2 separate regions of the Salmo salar genome follow, and region 2 is linked to region 1. The links are chromatin contacts, called in public Hi-C maps. All regions are on one chromosome and are shown on one strand. Each heading gives the region's core, a stretch centred on a gene start, on an enhancer-like site or on the middle of the called end of the contact. The rest is flanking DNA. Distances are from core to core; before and after follow the strand shown.

Region 1 (5,289 bases), core at 2,060-4,559:
AGGCAGACGATAATGATTAAACTAGCCATAGTAGTGCTAAGTGATGTATCCATGTAGTCCACTTACTGATTCCGCTCAAATACATCCCATACTACAAACACACAGCAGACTGTTCTCCTCAAGGTCGAGAGCTGTGGAACACACACCACACACAAGGTCAAGAGCTGCCTGCGAGGCAAAGGGGCTTCTCTGATGGGTTGACGCCACATGGCCCAATGTACACACATCTATCCCTCGTCCTGTGACATGGCCTGATAGCTTAATATAAGGCCAACAACATGTCAACCCTCACTGCCTTTCAATGAGGACTTCACCAAACAAATGCTTTAATACCGAACAGGATGAGCTGAAACACACAGAGAATGTGAAATAACACCATACTGGCCAATCATCCTCTCACTGTGAGCGAGCAGTGCTGACTCTGTCCAGATTTATGATATGTTGAATTAGAATGAATATTGATTTTTGGACAGGTTTTTTTTCTCTCTCTGTCCGTCTTTTACAAAGAGTGATTGATGTAAGTGCATTGATTTCCAATCAATTGCTTCATTTTCATTTTATTTAAGCTTGAACAAATTACAATGCCCCCGCAGAGACAAGTGCATTACTCTATCAACTGTACCTTGTGCTTTATCTGAAAACCAGTTGTTTGTAAAGTATTCCAGAAATAGTCTGAAATGATGTATTAAACTATTAGGCATTCTGGATTTGCCTAACAAAGCCTTCTGTGTTGAATGTGTTTTTGACGCCTTTATCAAAGTATTATGCCTCTGTTTTACTATGATTGTCCAATTATATTGTCCTACTAGTTGATATAATATGCTTTATCCCTGTATAAAGAAACATACATAACTTAGAAAACTACCACATTGTTAATTCATTTTACTTCAAGAGCTGTAGCCTAGACTTGGAGACAAAGAATGCCTCATTGCATGTTAACAGTGTCCATCACTGGAATAAAATACCTTAAAACAAGTTAGTAATTGTCTTGACAATGATGCATTAAAGTGGGCCATCTTCTAATGGCTCTTTCCTGTGGCTAGGCCTACTGGTTGCCTGGTTAGGATTGCATAATGATAATATAGCTTTAGGACCTAGCCTGCCTGGTCAGCTTTCCAAGATAAAAGCTGCCTGGTGTCATGCAGACACTACTGCATTCTCTGAATGTTTCAACAGATCAAGGTAGTGATAAGTCTGGAGCTACCTGGTAAATACTGTACCTTACAAAAGCTGAACTTGGGTTAGCCAGGCCTCAATTGTGCAACCACACAACGTACTGTGCCAGACAAAATGGGCCTCCTTCAGACTGTACTAAGCTGTACTTAGCATTTTATTCACAGAAAGACTACATCTGGTTATCTAAAAAAAATCATACATAGCAGCGCTGACAGCATACTGTGGGCTGGTCACAAGGTTCACAGCTTCACTCTGTTGCTGTAGGCTGTGCTACAGGATGTGAGGCAGCAATCCTGTCATGCATCAAGTACAAGCTGCAATGCATGGATGTGCAGTATCATTCGATCGATCCAAGACAAAAATTCTAAATTGTATAATCTTCTATGTGAGTTTACAATTAGGGTGCATCATAGTCAATCTCTAACATAAAGGTTTCTGAATAGACCTCACTGAGTTTAAAGACCATCTTCAAAGCTACCATCCACCATGGATGACTCAAGATATAATGGACAGCACCATTAGTGTGCACATAAGCAGGAATTCCTTTGAATTCCAGTGACAACTGAGGCCTGGTTCCTTTTGGGTTCCGAATACATCACCATATGACTACATCAGATGCTGCAAGCCACAAATATGCACCAACAGCTGATCATTCACAAAAGACTCTCAGTTCTAGAATCAGGAAATAGTTCCATTTGAAACAATGAGGTTCTGTTCCAAATATGTTGTTTGCAACTCTTCTATCTTTAACTCAGAATATCACTCAGGTCAAGATGATCACAGAGCTATATGACTTCATCCTATAACTTTGCAATTATGAAAGCACTTCCTCTATCTATTTGGTGCCATTCCGAACATATTGGGAAACTATACAAAGGGGGGGGAGATACCAAGTATGCAATAGCGTAATAACATGGTTGTAAAAATCTTCTGTGATGGAGTTACATTTGAGTGTGGATAGCAATTCACCGTTTATTCATTAATATCAAACTACTGTTAGAATAAAGCATATAAAATGACAGAATAACATGATTTCCTTGATGCACTATACATATGAGATGTTATGGAAAACTGACACCTATATAACAATTTTTGAAACCTGTGTGGCTTCGAGCATAGATAGATAATTAAATAGATTAACTGCATTTGTGTGTGTTTTGGTTCTTTCGCTCAACTGGTCATCATTTCTAAGAAAACAGGATGTTACTGAGAACTAGGACAATCTCTTCAGCTCTAATCACTAAATGAGCAGCCTTGGCCTAAAGGCATTAATCCATCATCCTTCTCAAATGTTTAAGTCACTGACACTGAATCAAATTCAAATATCATTAAAGATTGTTATTCTTTTCTTTCTTTTTTTGCAAAACAAGTGCAAGTCTCCAAGTTTTTCAAACTCAAGTTTCCCCCAAAAGGTAACCTACTCTGCATGAGTGTGCCCTTCATAAAGTTTAAGCATATCTAAATCGTTGACTATGACCATCTTTCAGTTGCTAGACAAACAAAATACTGGACAACTGCTGTGCATTCTGCATAGCTGCGTTTTACCAGAGTGGTGTAGCCTATTTGAGTCATGAGCGATGTGGCACTTGGCTCCCCTTGTGGAATTTAGCTGTAGCCTACTATCTTGCGACTGGAGACGGTGGTATGTTAGTAAGAAATGCCAGTGTGTGAAACTCCGAACAACTTCAAAAAATAAGTTTGTTTCAATGATATAGTCGGCAAAAAAAAGCGTATTTCAAAAGATTCAAACGAAATTCCAGTCATTCTCGCATACTGTTTCAAAAGTATTTGTCTTGTACTGTATGTTGAAACTCTGTCAAACAACTACACAGTGAAACTGTTTACAAAGAGGAAAAATTGTTGCTTCTCAGATGCGCTCTCCGTGGCGAAATATGCAGAGAGAGGCAACTCGCTGACAGTTGAATAGAGTACATCACACATATATATACTTTTCTAAAAATAGCTGTCCAATGAATGTGAAGGAACTACGAGTCAAATTCACCAATAAAAAAAGAGACAGGACCAAATTATGTCAGGAGACGATTATGATTGGTTGGTTGTGATATCATATGCGCGCGGGCAAGCTGATTCGAGTTCATTGGTTAACGTTCCAAAAGCGTAATGCTGTCACGAGGGGGTAGGTAGGTTGCGAGGTTTGAATAAGGAAGTTTACATGGTACGGGCTTCGCATTTAGTTCAGTGTTTGCAAATAGAGTAACTTCATCACCAGTAAGCAGTGGTCTGCCAACGGGGAAGCAAAACAACGCTTGTTTGCAGTGCGTGCTATTTGCATTAGCTACAGATAGGGTTGCATGTGAAATTAAAACAAGGATCTTACTTACCTGTTCGAGATTGACCAATATTTTGAATAGTATCTTGATTCTCAAGAAAAATATTTCAGTGCAGCTCTTTAGCCAACATTTGGGATTTGAAATGGATGTTCTACCCATGTGCAGCATCTTTCAGGAACTTCAGATTGTACATGACACGGGCTACTTTTCAGCTTTACCATCCTTGGAGGATTACTGGCAGCAGGTAACATTTTTATCCGTTCATTTGAAACTGTTTCATTAAACTGAAATAAAGATAATGTGACCAATCAGACTGGCTGTTAGCCTGGCATGACTATAGGCTACATGTGTTCAAGTACGTGCAAACGAATATTAATTTATACAAATGGATACATTATATACTACTAATTACACGTTGTTACGATATTCTACAGCACTTTGTGTCAAACATTTGTTTTCTTCATTTTTAAACAAAATGTAGATGATCAATGTGTCAACTTTTGTTTTGTAGTAGATGATCATGAATTGTAACATTGCAGAAGCGTCAGTAAACTACATACATGCAGAATTCCGTGGCTAGCTGGATGTGTCAAATTCGGCGCGTGTGTTAGAGTATGCGAAAAAAGAACCAAGCGTGGTTCGTATTTCAAGGGATACCTCCGAATGGAGGACTAAACGTGTTATTTAACCGGTTACCCACAGATGCACAAGCTATGTTCTTATCTTGTTTTATACAGATGGCTGATTCGAAGTAGAGCATTGTTGCCCGTCAAAGCACGGCACAAGTCTAGTTCAGTGAGCCAGTGTTTGACAGCTCGGGAATCTCACTTGAAATGAATGAGACCCGACCAATATAATTTCCAGCATTGTAGTGTTGTGATATTTCTGAGCGATGTTATAGGCTTGTTTCTGAGCGATGCTACTGTAAGTAGCCTTCATATCGGAAGTGAATTTGAAAGCAATGATTTGGTTCGAGTAACGGAGTTGTTGTCGTTCAAAATGCTGCGGAGCGGAACTCGTTCGTAAGAGGATCTGATGAAGTAGTCTAACCGGAATGCAGCCAATTCAACAATTTAATTTTGAAAGTGGATACAATTTACACCAATAAAGTGTAACAACTGACCCCTCGTATTAATCATGACGGGACGGCCTCGTTTGTAGTCATTTTTCTGAAGATATTTGCAGTTCATACGTGATTGAAATCGATCCAAGTAGTTTCCTTCAGGCATTTGCGAGTTGGGCACGGAGCCAACTTCTTCCTAGCTGCCATAAGAGATTTAACTCTTTCAACACAGCCACAAATAAATACTGTCGAGACTGGTAGTGGTAAATGTAAAAATGTAATAACTTATTTTTACCAAAGAGAACTGGAAAGGGTATTTTACTTATCAAAACCATAGTTTGAACCAACCATAAGGTTTATATTCCTCTGAAACACATCGCATTAATTTGCATGTCGTTCAGTGGGTTTCAGTATGCTCATATCCACACTATCAAATGTCAGCAGTGACCAATTCCGTGCGAATTCGTGTGCGCATGAGAAGATAGTATTGCAACTGGAAATGATTGGTTTAGATTGTGGAAGGGGCATTATGTGCTTTGCCTGGGGCATAATTTTTTTTCTCCAACTGTTCTTGTCAAACCAACACGCTGCCATACCTCCAAACAGATTACTCTTTATTTTTATGAATACTCAAGATATAGTATCAAAACTGAATTAATGTATTATAACATTGAGAAACTGAGTTCTGGGGGGTAGGAAGGATGTGATTACATGCAATGCATCGTATCAGTCAGTCTGTGGCAACTGAATGAGTCTTGG
Region 2 (5,289 bases), core at 1,053-3,552, 150 kb before region 1:
TCTATATAACTTTTTGTACCACTTTACCTTGCACTGCACTGCATCAATTCCATGCAAATTGCCCCATTCCTTTTTGAACGGCACTACACGCCCTGACGCCCTATCATCAGCCATAAACAAGGAGCTGACAAGCTAAAGGCAGAGAGCCAAGGTTTTAAGCTGTGCATAAAATTTGAACACCAACATACTATATGCTGCTGTCTTTTAAAGCATTGTTCCCTTAAATATGTTTATTTATCTCTTCATGGGTTTGAATCAATTAACCAAGACATTAAAGCTGCCACATTACACCCCTGGCTTCTGTTTCAATATAACTGTGGAGCTTTTAATTTGGACAGCATTGAATGTACGAAATGGTTTAATCAGAACTAGACTGACATGCAGATAATGGTAATTTACAGGTGGGCAAGGTTGTTTTAGCATGCAGCATGCAGTATTGGTAACAATCCTTGACAAGGAGGCACAGCGATCCACAGTTATAACGTAATAGCTATTATGGGCGGCATTGAAACACCTCCTGTCAAAGGTGGCACAGGGTGCTGATTCACAAGTGACTCGATTCTTGGTGTGTTTGAATGAACAGGGAAAATACCCTACTTCCTAAGCTGAGGTCTCTGAACTACTGAACTGAAGAGACTTTCCTTCGCCTGCCAACAGCAATAGTGGGCTCTCAGTCTGAATTTGATACGTCCAGTCCAGTTTCTCTCTCTCTCTCTCTCTCTCTCTCTCTCTCTCTCTCTCTCTCACCACCTTAAACCACAGACAAAATACATGTATTTAAAAAACTATGACCAACTTAGATTAGAATGTGTCAACAACATACCACATTGACTTTTGACACATCATCGCCACGGTGACCCAGTTATATTTGGTACATTCTTTGATCCTGGCACAGAGGTGCAGACCCTGTCAGAACGGACACACTGGTGTGAGCTGTGCTTGCTCACTGTTAGAGCATGAGGTATCCTATCCGGGTGCCTGGAGTATGACTTATCCACATGGAAAATAACTTCCTCCTCTCTCTCACCTCTGTGTCAATAGATCAGCAGAACTGCACAGTCACCTGAGGGTGAGAAGGCAGAGAGAGGGAAGGAGTTGGCTGGAGTTGTTGGCATTTTCCCCTTGCCTCCTCCACACTGAGTGAAAACATGCTGAGAGGGAAATGTCATCAAAGGGGTATAATCATCAAGCAGTCATTGCCTAAATGCTACTGGATTCATAATGCTGTTATTTATGAATGTGCCAAAAATCTCTCTCTCTCTCTGTTACTGGAGTTTACACGGCAGTAAATCTTTAAATCACAGGCAATCAATACCATATTTCTCCCCTATGCTATAGCCTACCATACTGCGTATTATGCAAGCATATTCAAACCAATTGAAAATGGAAATGAATCATATGGAAATATATAAAGGGAAATTCTATGAAGGAACTGTCATCCCATAAGGAAAGCACTTTGGGGAAACGCCAACAGCCACAGTTACATAAGTGTTCCATCTCCTCCTGTGTTGGCTAAAGAAACACACACACACACACACACACACACACACACACACACACACACACACACACACACACACACACCAAAATGAAAGTAATTACAACACACAGATTACAGAGGGCAGCAACTCGGGCCATGGTGTTTCCATAAAGGCTAGGATTTTCACTTCTGCTCCAGCTACCAGAATAACATGTGGCTGAAATGGCACCCTATTTATTCAAAACAGTGCACTACTTTTGACACGGGCTCTGATCTACAGTAAAGCACTATATAAGGAACAGCGTGCCATTTTAGTTGTACCTGTTGTCAATGGAGTGGCTTGGCCTATGAAGGTGGCATAGTTAGAAGCTGGAAACACACACACACTATGAGGGTGGAGTAGTTGGCTACTGGAATCTCATTATTTACACCATAATTGCCTTATTTACACCATAATAGCCTTGGCCCTGAGACTGGACAGGGTGTACAGGGTGTAACATGATCATGTCACTGAGATGGTTTTAGCCGGGGGACACTCCCTGTGACTCATCTGTACCATCACCCTTCCTCTCCAACATGTCCTGTCCCCCCTGGTGTAACTCCCCTTCTCTTTGCTCATGCGCTCTCTCTCTCTCTCTCTCTCTCTCTCTCTCTCTCTCTCTCTCTCTCTCTCTCTCTCTCTCTCTCTCTCTCTCTCTGCTCATCCATTCTCTCTCTCTCTTCCTCCTCCTCCTCGTCAGCCCTCTGACTCATTCTGCCAGTATCTTATGACACTTTCTGGATCGGCTAGTGCTTACAGGCTCGCAGTAAGTCCCCAGCTTACTCAGCCTCTGAGGCTGGATGTGACCCAAATGGCACCCTATTCCCTTTATAGTGCACTACTTTTCACCTGGTCAAAAGTAGTGCAATATAGAGGAAATAGGGTGCCATTTGGGACACAGCCTCTGAGTACACCACAGTCCGGGCCTGCCGGGAAAGAGAGAGGACCAGGCCAGGCAAGCCCCAACAGAATGCTAATGATGTCATTAACCTCTGAGCCAAGGGGTCAGGGGATAAGTGGCACTGAAAGGCAAAGATCACGTCACTCATTTGCTTGTTAAACGGTGCGTAATATTATTCGTTTTTTATTTATTCTATGTGCTATATTCAACTATAGATGAATTATGAAAACAATTCTACTTCTCTTTGAATTTAGAATTATTTATCTATGTAGAATATGTAAGATACAATTAATATTTTAGATCAAACAAGCAAGTCTGATCATTTCATGATAGATGACTTTCTCCATGCTTGACCATGAGATGGAGAAGCAGGTGTGCTTGCAAGAGTGGGGAAGGACACATTCAAATGTGATATACAGTTGAAGTCGGAAGTTTACATACAACTTAGCCAAATACATTTAAACTCAGTTTTTCACAATTCCTGACATTTAATCCTAGAAAAAAATCCCTGTCTTAGGTCAGTTAGGATCACCACTTTATTTTAAGAATGTGAAATGTCAGAATAATAGTAGAGAGAATAATTTTTTCAGCTTTTATTTCTTTCACTGCATTCCCAGTGGGTCAGAAGTTTACATACACTCAATTAGTATTTGGTAGCATTGCCTTTAAATTGTTTAACTTGGGTCAAACGTTTTGGGTAGCCTTCCACAAGCTTCCCACAATAAGTTGGGTGAATTTTGGCCCATTCCTCCTGACAGAGCTGGTGTAACTGAGTCATGTGGCTCAGTTGGTAGAGCATGGTGTTTGCAATGCCAGCATGGTGTTTGCAATGCCAGGGTTGTGGGTTCGATTCCCATGGGGGGCCAGTACAAAAAAAAAAAAAAATCCATGAAATGTATGCACTCACTACTGTAAGTCACTCTGGATAAGAGCATCTGCTAAATGATGTAAATGTTTCTAGACCTCTGTGCTCACACATGCTTTTTCAGTTCTGCCCACAGATTTTCTATGGGATTGAGGTCAGGGCTTTGTGATGGCTACTCCAATACCTTGACTTTGTTGTCCTTAAGCCATTTTTCCACAACTTTGGAAGTATGCTTGGGGTCATTGTCCAATTGGAAGATTTTTGCGACCAAGCTTTAACTTCCTGACTGATGTCTTGTGATGTTGCTTCAATATATTCACATAATTTCCCTACCTCATGATGCCATCTATTTTGTGAAGTGCACCAATCCCTCCTGCAGCAAAGCACCCCCACAACATGATGTGCCACCCCCGTGCTTCACGGTTGGGATGGTGTTCTTCGGCTTGCAAGCCTCCCCCGTTTTCCTCCAAACATAGCGATGGTCATTATGGCCAAACAGTTCTATTTTTGTTTCATCAGACCAGAGGACATTTCTCCAAAAAGTATGATCTTTTGTGCAGTTGCAAACCGTAGTCTAGCTTTTTTATGGCAGTTTTGGAGCAGTGTCTTCTTCCTTGCTGAGCGGCCTTTCAGGTTATATCGATATAGGACTCGTTTTACTGTGGATATAGATACCTTTGTACTTGTTTCCTGCAGTATCTTCACAAGGTCCTTTGCTGTTATTCTGGGATTGATTTTCTCTTTTCGCACCATGGTACGTTCATCTCTAGGAGACAGAACGCGTCTCCTTCCTGAGCGGTATGATGCCTGCGTGGTCCCATGGTGTTTATACTTGCATACTATTGTATGTACAGATGAACATGGTACCTTCAGGCATTTGGAAATTGCTCCCAAGGATGAACCAGACTTGTGGCGGTCTACAATTATTTTCTGAGATATTGGCTGATTTCTTTTGATTTTCCCATGATGTCAAGCTAAGAGGCACTGAGTTTGAAGGTAGGCCTTGAAATACATCCACAGGTACACCTCCAATTGACTCAAATTATGTCAATTAGTCTATCAGAGGCTTCTAAAGCCATGACATAATTTCTGGAATTTTCCAAGCTATTTAAAGTCACAGTCAACTTAGTGTATGTAAACTTGTGACCCACTGGAATTGTGATACAGTGAATTATAAGTGAAATAATCTGTCTCTAAGTAATTGTTGGAAAAATGACTTGTGTCATGCACAAAGTAGATAACCGACTGGCCAAAACTATAGTTTGTTAACAAGAAATTTGTGGAGTAACTGAAAAACAAATTTTAATGGCTCCAACATAAGTGTATGTAAACTTCTGACTTCAAATGTATGTTTGTTAGTCCTATGGTACCAGATGGTATAGGAAACCATATCCTTGGGTATGGCCCATGGCAAGGTGTATGGACATGCATGGTAATTTAGCATGGCAAAAAAATGTTTTAAACTGAATGCCATTGTTCTTTCTTTTGGTACATTATGCTAATCTCATGCAACTGTAACAGTGTGTTAAATCATCACAGGGAGGTGTCTGAGGCATCATAGAAATCATATGCCATGTCTTCATAGCAGGCAAAAGGGCACGACCTATAATGTTAATGTCACAGTAGACAGCCCCCACACCAGAATACAACTGCGTTAAAGTTTTGATGTTAGCGTTAACCCTTTGATGGCATCCTTGATCTATCACCACAGGGTTGATCACTGTTACGTTTTTTAAAATCCTCCCGGGCCTGCAGAGTGGGAATTAGGTGGGTCACCCCCATGCTAACCCCCTGCAGAGAGAGATGTCCTGTGGATCATGTGGATCTACAGTATAGATGGCTTAGCCCTGAGACTAATGCTAACAGGGTTACTGATGCTAGGCCAGCTGGCCTGTGAACATCTCACCCCCCTCTTGGGAGAGAGAGCAGGGATACAAGCCAGGGAGGAGGAAGGAGAAGTGGTGTAAGGAACCCCACTCTGCTCTGGTGAGGGTTGAGTGGGC

The links. A called contact is a pair of places that touch in the nucleus more often than the background predicts.
Region 2: a Hi-C map of muscle shows a contact between it and region 1, with 2.0 times the contacts expected there. The contact joins the enhancer-like site here to the promoter of klf6a in region 1.

Annotation. Positions count from the first base shown.
Region 1 is chrssa19:16,679,518-16,684,806 of Ssal_v3.1, reverse strand. It overlaps klf6a (Kruppel like factor 6a), which reads left to right and starts at 3,309. Exons shown (of 4, transcript XM_014157467.2): 1 at 3,309-3,711. The coding sequence starts at 3,610.
Region 2 is chrssa19:16,823,599-16,828,887 of Ssal_v3.1, reverse strand. No RefSeq gene overlaps it. Among protein-coding and RNA genes, the nearest start is that of klf6a, 140 kb to the right of the region's middle. Within about 2 kb of position 2,302, at least 3 of the 13 cell types and tissues checked have an H3K27ac peak or open chromatin away from gene starts, as enhancers often do. A contact at or near this core is called in muscle, where this site is marked.